Linked DNA regions of Ovis aries: region 1 is linked to region 2. A link is a contact called in public Hi-C data. All regions are on one chromosome and are shown on one strand. Each heading gives the region's core, a stretch centred on a gene start, on an enhancer-like site or on the middle of the called end of the contact. The rest is flanking DNA. Distances are from core to core; before and after follow the strand shown. Region 1 holds the start of BTG1 (BTG anti-proliferation factor 1). Region 2 has its middle 100 kb from the start of BTG1.

The links. Hi-C and Micro-C count contacts between places; a contact is called where the count stands out from the background.
Region 1: a contact with region 2 is called in a Hi-C map of blood, with 2.6 times the contacts expected there. The contact joins the promoter of BTG1 here to the enhancer-like site in region 2. A contact is called at or near these places in 2 of 16 Hi-C or Micro-C datasets (both in blood).

Annotation. Positions count from the first base shown.
Region 1 is chr3:128,536,881-128,540,257 of ARS-UI_Ramb_v3.0, reverse strand. BTG1 (BTG anti-proliferation factor 1) reads left to right here and starts at 1,590. Exons shown (of 2, transcript NM_001142887.1): 1 at 1,590-1,739; 2 at 2,688-3,377. The coding sequence starts at 1,592. The coding sequence ends at 3,055. LOC121819091 (a long non-coding RNA gene) reads right to left here and starts at 919. Exons shown (of 2, transcript XR_009600216.1): 1 at 537-919.
Region 2 is chr3:128,435,776-128,439,561 of ARS-UI_Ramb_v3.0, reverse strand. No RefSeq gene overlaps it. Among named protein-coding and RNA genes, the nearest start is that of BTG1, 100 kb to the left of the region's middle. Within about 2 kb of position 2,436, at least 16 of the 54 cell types and tissues checked have an H3K27ac peak or open chromatin away from gene starts, as enhancers often do.

The DNA of each region.
Region 1 (3,377 bases), core at 341-2,840, 100 kb before region 2:
ATTCAAACAACAAATATTTTTCTCCTACTGCTTTATGGTGAATTGTACTTTTCCCTTCATTTCTATACCCTTTGGCTCAGCAGTGTTTTGCAATATTGATGACCAGCTAAGTTCAGGATATTTATTTCCATCTGGTAGAGTTCAACTTCTGCCTCTTGTTTGCTTTCTCCATCTGCCCAGCTCACCATCTTTTTTTCCCCCCCTCCTCTTTAATGGAGTTCGGGTTAACCCTTTCGCAGGCCTAATCGTTTTTAGCAGGCTCCTGCCTTCGTATTCCCGCGTCCCCTCCGGCCCCCCACCCCTACCCCCAGCCTGGCAAGTAGGACTTCAAGTAACCTTAAATGTCTGCCCTAGTACTTTCACAGCCTTCACATTTTATCTTTATTTTCTTGTTTTATAAAGAACAGCAAAAGGCGAAGGCTGAGACAGTTACTTAGTTTAGAAAAAGAAACAACCTTCGGTTTTGTGCGTAAACGGTGTAAAACGCATTATATAGTTTTTTTCTGTTTATAGATTAAACGTTACGGTTAACATACTTATCTGCAATTACAGGCTTTCTTATCAGTTTTAAGATGGGTTCAGTAAGGACTCCATTCTTCTCTCCTTTTGACTCTTGACGCCACTGAACAGCAACCCTAACAGGCTGACTAACCCTCGAGAGCCGGTTCGCTCCACTCTTCTCCACACTCCCCGTATCCTCAGCACTGGTACCCACACCCCGCTGCTCATCCTGCCCGTGGAGCCAGCCACGTAGACTCGGCGTCGGGGACAGGATGTAAACACCGAGTACAGTCAGCGGGCCACTGCCATGCAGACGTATTCGTGCCGCTGGCGCGGGCGTACACAGCCTAAGCCGGGCCGCTTTTATCTGCACAGCATTAAGCCTCCTTGCAGGCTAGCCCGGGCAGAGTACTCTTGCAGAGGATGCGCTGGCGCGGTGCCTGGAGTTGCTGGAGCGGGAAGGAGGAGCTAGGGCTGGGGAGGCGGGGCTTTCACACGCGCACCCCTAGTTTCCTCCTTCCCCCGCCACTTGCTCCCCGTTCTCCCGCTGCCACTCCAGGGTTTATTTGTTTACAAGCGGATTACGTCAGCTCCTCCCTCTCTTCCTAGTCTATGGACCCGCCCCTTGGCCCCTTTTTCCCGCCCCCTCCGACTCCGAATCTGCTTGCGTCACAATGGTGCGATCTCTGGATTGGCTGGACTGGGCCGTCACGCTCCAGCTACGCCACTTCCTTTCCGTGGCTCTATAAAAAGTGCTGCACCACCCCTTTATCTCTTAGCCCGTCGGAGCTGGAAATGCAACTGTTGGGAGCTTCGGAGGCTGCGGAGCTGGAGGCGGAGGCGGCTGGGGAGGTCCGAGCGATGTGACCAGGCCGCCGTCGCTCGTCTCTTCCTCTTTCCTGCCGCCTCCTGTGTCGAAAATAACTTTTTTTACTATAAAGAAAGGAGAAAAAAAAGTAGCCTTACGCCGCTCACGCCCTCTCTCCCTCTCAGCCCTCTGACTTGTGAGGGAGCCCGGGGTGGCCGCTCCTCCGTCGGGGCCGCGCCGCCGAGCCCCGGCCGCCCCGGGCCGCCCCCGCCCGCCGCCCCCATGCATCCCTTCTACAGTCGGGCCGCCACCATGATAGGCGAGATCGCCGCCGCCGTGTCCTTCATCTCTAAGTTCCTCCGCACCAAGGGGCTCACGAGCGAGCGACAACTGCAGACCTTCAGTCAGAGCCTGCAGGAGCTGCTGGCAGGTGAGCGGGCCGTGGTGGCAGGAGGGCGAGGGACGCCGGGGGCGGGGGGCGACGCGGCCGCACTTGTAGGGGCCGGGCCGTCGGGGCCGCGGGAGTGTCCGCAGCGCCCCGGGCGACCGCGCTCGAGTCCGACCGCGGGATGGTGGCTGGCGCGCCGGCGGCCGCTAACGGCGGGTCCCGGGGAGGGTTTGGGGCTTGGGTCGAGGGCGCTCCCTGTCCCCCCGCGGTTGGCCAACGGAGGGGAGAAGAAAACTGACGCACAACAAAGAAACTAAAGCCGACCGAGGCGGGAGCTGCGGTCTTCGGACGTTCCGCGGATTTGGGGGGACAAAGGACCCGCGGGCTGGGGTGGGTTCGACGCTCCCTCCCCCCACTCCGGTCCAACGGTTGCGGGCTCGGCGGTCGGGCCCGGGGGTAAAACGGCGCGGCTGCCCCGAAGCTCACTCGGGACAGACGTGCGGTCCCCCCACGCCTCCTAACCCTGCCCATTAATCATCGGATTTGTCAGCGGCACAATTACAGCCCTGCCCAGAGCGTGGTTTAGGGTGGCTTGTTTTCCTTCCCTTCGGGGTTAACACTCCGGTGGCGCTTCTCCTCCAAAGTCATAAACCCTATTGTGTGCGGCCAGGGTGGGGTGGAGAAAGTAAACAGGTTCCCGCCTGGCCGCCGGTGCCGTCCGGCTGGCGCAGGCTGCGCGCCTGATTCCCGTTTTGGCGGCTCAGCCGGTTGGTTCCCGGAGATTGTTTTGTCCCGTGCAACTGTTGTTTCTAAAACCCTGCCCTGCTCGTTTTCCATCCGCGCACATCCGCGAATGCGTTGCGGGGCTTTTTAAAAAAAAGTTGATATTCGGCATTTTCACTTAAAGGAGCCAACAGAAGAAGGAGACTAAGGCGGGAGCCGGCAGTAACGGGGTCTAAGCATTGTTTTCTCTCTTCCTTTCTTGTGTAGAACATTATAAACATCACTGGTTCCCAGAGAAGCCCTGCAAGGGATCAGGTTACCGTTGTATTCGCATCAACCATAAAATGGATCCTCTGATTGGACAGGCAGCGCAGCGGATTGGACTGAGCAGTCAGGAGCTGTTCAGGCTTCTCCCAAGTGAACTCACGCTCTGGGTTGACCCGTACGAAGTGTCCTACAGAATTGGCGAGGATGGCTCCATCTGTGTGCTGTACGAAGCCTCACCAGCAGGAGGTAGCACCCAAAACAGCACCAACGTGCAAATGGTAGACAGCAGAATCAGCTGTAAGGAGGAACTTCTCTTGGGCAGAACAAGCCCTTCCAAAAACTACAATATGATGACTGTATCAGGTTAAGATATAGTCTGTGGATGGATCATCTTATAATGGATGGATAAATTTGATTTTTGCTTTGGGTGGGCTCCCCTTGGGGATGGATTATGGAATTTAAACCATGTCACAGCTGTGAAGATCTGGCACAAGATAGAGTGGTAAAAAAAAAATTTTTTTAAGTGACAGTGCCATAGTTTGGACAGTACCTTTCAATGATTTTAATAGCCTGTGAGTCCAAGTAAATGATCATCTTATTTGCTAGGAGTGAAGTCCTAGGATGGTTTCAGTTTCTCCCAGACATGATACCTAAATTTTTACGTCAGTCCCTTTAATGAAAATTTGTATT
Region 2 (3,786 bases), core at 1,187-3,686:
ATTTAAATCAGAACCAATTAAAAAATTCCAATCTTACACAGAGTGCGCAAGAAAAGCCAGTTTATAGGTAACCTTTAACTTGTCACCAACAGCATTTCCACTCCCAGAGTAGCCTTTGGGGACCTGTTCTGGGTCTGTGCTTAGTCACTGAGTCATATCTGACTCTGCGACCCCATGGACTGTAGCCCGCCAGGCTCCTCTGTCCACGGGATTCTCCAGGCAAGAATGCTGGAGTGAGTTGCCATTCCCTTCTCCAGGGGATCTTCCCAACCCAGGGATCGAACCCTGGTCTCCCTCATTGCAGGCAGATTCTTTATCGTCTTCGCTACCAGGGAAGCCCCCAAATGAAGGATCTGCCCTCCCTGAGGACCTAGGACAAGTCAATATCTTGAGAGATTACGGGTCTGATGTTCTTGTCTTGCATCTTAGAAGGCAGCTGAGAGAACTTGTTCTACTACCTCTGGCCTTGCTGTCACAATTTGAAGGTTAAGTTCACACATCCCCTCTTCACAGGCTAGAGTCTTTAATGAAAGAGAAATTAGTCTGGGGACTGCAGTGGTATCTACTCGACATCCATGCCCCTTTTCTTGGGTGATAGGGTGACTTCATCTTCCTTCGGAGAAGCACCTTCTCCCAGCCTCAATGGCTGCAGATTCTGTGAGGCTGGAGGGTGGGTATCACCCTCCTCTCCTAGACAAGCATGTGACCCAGGCCTGAGTAATTAGCGCATTCTCTGTCTCTCAGGCTGATGGCTTCAAGGATGCCCAAATGATCCATCCCGTCAATGAGATTACAAATTAGCAGCTCTTGATGGAGATTTCTACACTGTGGCTTCTTTATGGAAACCTGGAATCCTGGAATGATCCTGCAGAAGAGTCAAGGCCAAAGAGCAGGGCAGATAGAAGGCAGGGAGGGGTCAGGGTAGGAAATCAAGTCTTAGGGCTTCATTAGATCAGCGTGTACTTGAACCAAAGAGGCCACTGTGTGTGGGAATTATTTTGTTTTGTTTTTTCTTTGTTTAAGTCAGCTTGTATTAGAGCTATTTCGCTTGCAGCCTCTTGTGAATTCATATACTAGTGTGATCGGAGAAGGCAATGGCACCCCACTCCAGTACTCTTGCCTGGAAAATCCCATGGATGGAGGAGCCTGGTAGGCTGCAGTCCATGAGGTCGCTAAGAGTCAGACCGACTGAGCAACTTCACTTTCCCTTTTCACTTTCATGCATTGGAGAAGGAAATGGCAACCCACTCCAGTGTTCTTGCCTGGAGAATCCCAGGGACGGGGGGGCCTGGTGGGCTGCCATCTCTGGGGTCGCACAGAGTCGGACACGACTGAAGCGACTTAGCAGCAGCAGCAGCATACTAGTGTGATAATACTAATACCTATCGACTGTGTGTGTGTTCAGTTGTGTCTGACTCTGTGACTCAGTGGACTGTAGCCCACCAGTCTCTTCTGTGCATGGGATTTTCCAGGGAAGAATACTCGAGTGGGTTGCCATTTCCTACTCCAGGAGATCTTCCCAACCCAGGGATTGAACCTGTGTCTCTTGCATTGCCCAGCAGATTCTTTACCACTATGCCATCTGGGAAGCAATAATTCCTGTTTAGAATTCCCCAAAGAGCAGATCTCATGTAAATCCTTTATATAGATTCTCCTATTTAATTCTTATGATAGATTTTTGTCTTTTTAAGAAAAGAAACTGAGGCTCAGAAAGGTTATGTAACTAGCACAAGATCCCTCAGCAAGTAGTAGAGGGATTCAAACCCAGATTCCTCTAAAGCCTTGCATTCCTAACGAGCATACTCTGAACTTTGCAGGGACACTGGATGAGTTAGACCTGACAGCTAGTGGGCTGTTCAATTTTTACAAAGGGAGGTACCGAGGAGAGCAAATGAGTATTTAATCAGCACGGCCAGTTGTGGGGGGGTTAACCTTTCTTCACCTTCAGTGGGGTGGTCAGTGCCCCCTTGCTATCACTTCGTTTTGTTTTCTGAAACCGAACAATGTTTAACGGAAGGCTCTTAGCTGTCTTCATGTTTTAGTCAAAGAGTCTGGCAGAAATGAACTGACCTGCAGGTGCGTCTGCAAAAAGGGCTTTGGGGCTCCTTGGGCCGCAGACAAGTGACCTGGAGACGAAGTCCTTTAAGAGTCACGGAGGAGCTACCGGCCACTTTGGTGCTACGGCGTTATGAACCAGAGTGGGCTTTCTTTTCAATCATGACACGAAAACAAGGAGATGGATCAGTTGTGCGCTGCCCCATTCCCCGGGTACCGTTTTCTTACGCTTTTACAGAACGGAAGAGTTTTCTCTTGAAGTTTGAAGAAAACAAGGGAAACATGTGCCTGGGAAGCGCCGAGTATGGTTTTGACTCTGGCTGTGAGGTTCACGCTGTACTCATAACATCCTGTTCTTCTCTGCTGGCTGTGATGTGGTAGATAGCAGTCCCTCCCTGGGCTGTTAACAGCTGAGCTCATTTTTCATAAAGATGCTGCCCTGTGAGACCGAGGAAGTGGGCCACAGCCACCTCCTCCTCCGTTACTCTTACGGTTAAGGATGGGTTTTCCCAGTGGCCCTTGCCATCTTCTCTAAAATTAGGTCTTTAATGCCTCTGGGATATGTGGCAATCTTAAAATTTTACTGGAAGCCCACAGAGTATTAGTGAGTGGGAAATGTGCCTCAAAAAAGTCATTTGTTTAGCATAGGAGAAGTCTGCTCTGTCAAAACCTGCAGCTATGGAGTCAGGAGAGGAAGAGTGGCTGCTGGGGAAAGGTGTGATGCCACCTGATACTGAGAAAAAGCAGAGTAAGAGCAATCATCCTAGGGACTGGGATTTCTGCCTTTGGATCCATCTCTTCGGTAGGGGACTGGAGGGCTTAGAGCTGACTTTTTTTTACACAATATACTTATCAGTTTCCAAATGACCTTGGGCCTAAAAATCACATCTATTACAAAGACACAAATGGAATAAGGAATAGAATCTCACTTCTGCGGTCAGGGAGCTGACCCAAAATTCATTCATTGTATTTGGAGATTCTGAAGGCATAACTAGAATAGGAATGACTTCTGCTAGTCAGTTACAAATGAAATTGTTCCCCTTCTGTCTTCACTGAGTTGCAGAGTCACTGCTTTGCCATCCAGGAGATGGACAACACAGTGGGTGTGTTTTCTGAATGGCTTTTATTAGAGAGCAAGATGGTATCCATTCTTGTGATTGTGCGTCTCATGGGGCAGTTCAAAAATTTGCCTCATCACTGGAATCAGGAAGATGCTTTAAAAAGGACAGAGAGATCCCTTGTCAAACTGAGACCTACTGAATAGCACCAGGTAAGAACAAAGCCATTCATAATTTCTTCTGGGTGATTCTTTTAATCAGCCAGGGAGCCACCGTTCTGGTCTTCCCTCCTTGGGATAGATAAATTAATCAGATTAGAAACTTGCCATTTGAGATCTGTAGGCATCATCTATTGGACAGGCCAGCTTTCAGTTAGGGGTGGAGGGCAGGGTATGAAAAGTGAAGATGAGAGGGACATGGCAGAAGCAAGACTGGACTGATGTTAGCAGCATGGTAGAATCACATATGAAGGCCCCAGATGGACATGGAGGATTCTTGAGATGGTTGGCTGTCTGGCCACCCACTCCAGTATTCTGGCCTGGAGAATTCCATGGACTATACAGTCCATGGGGTCACAAAGAGTCAGACAAGACTGAGTGACTTTCACTTTCACTTTAGCAACTAAACAATAAAACAAAGGACATCACATGCCCATTTACTCATTCAGTCATTT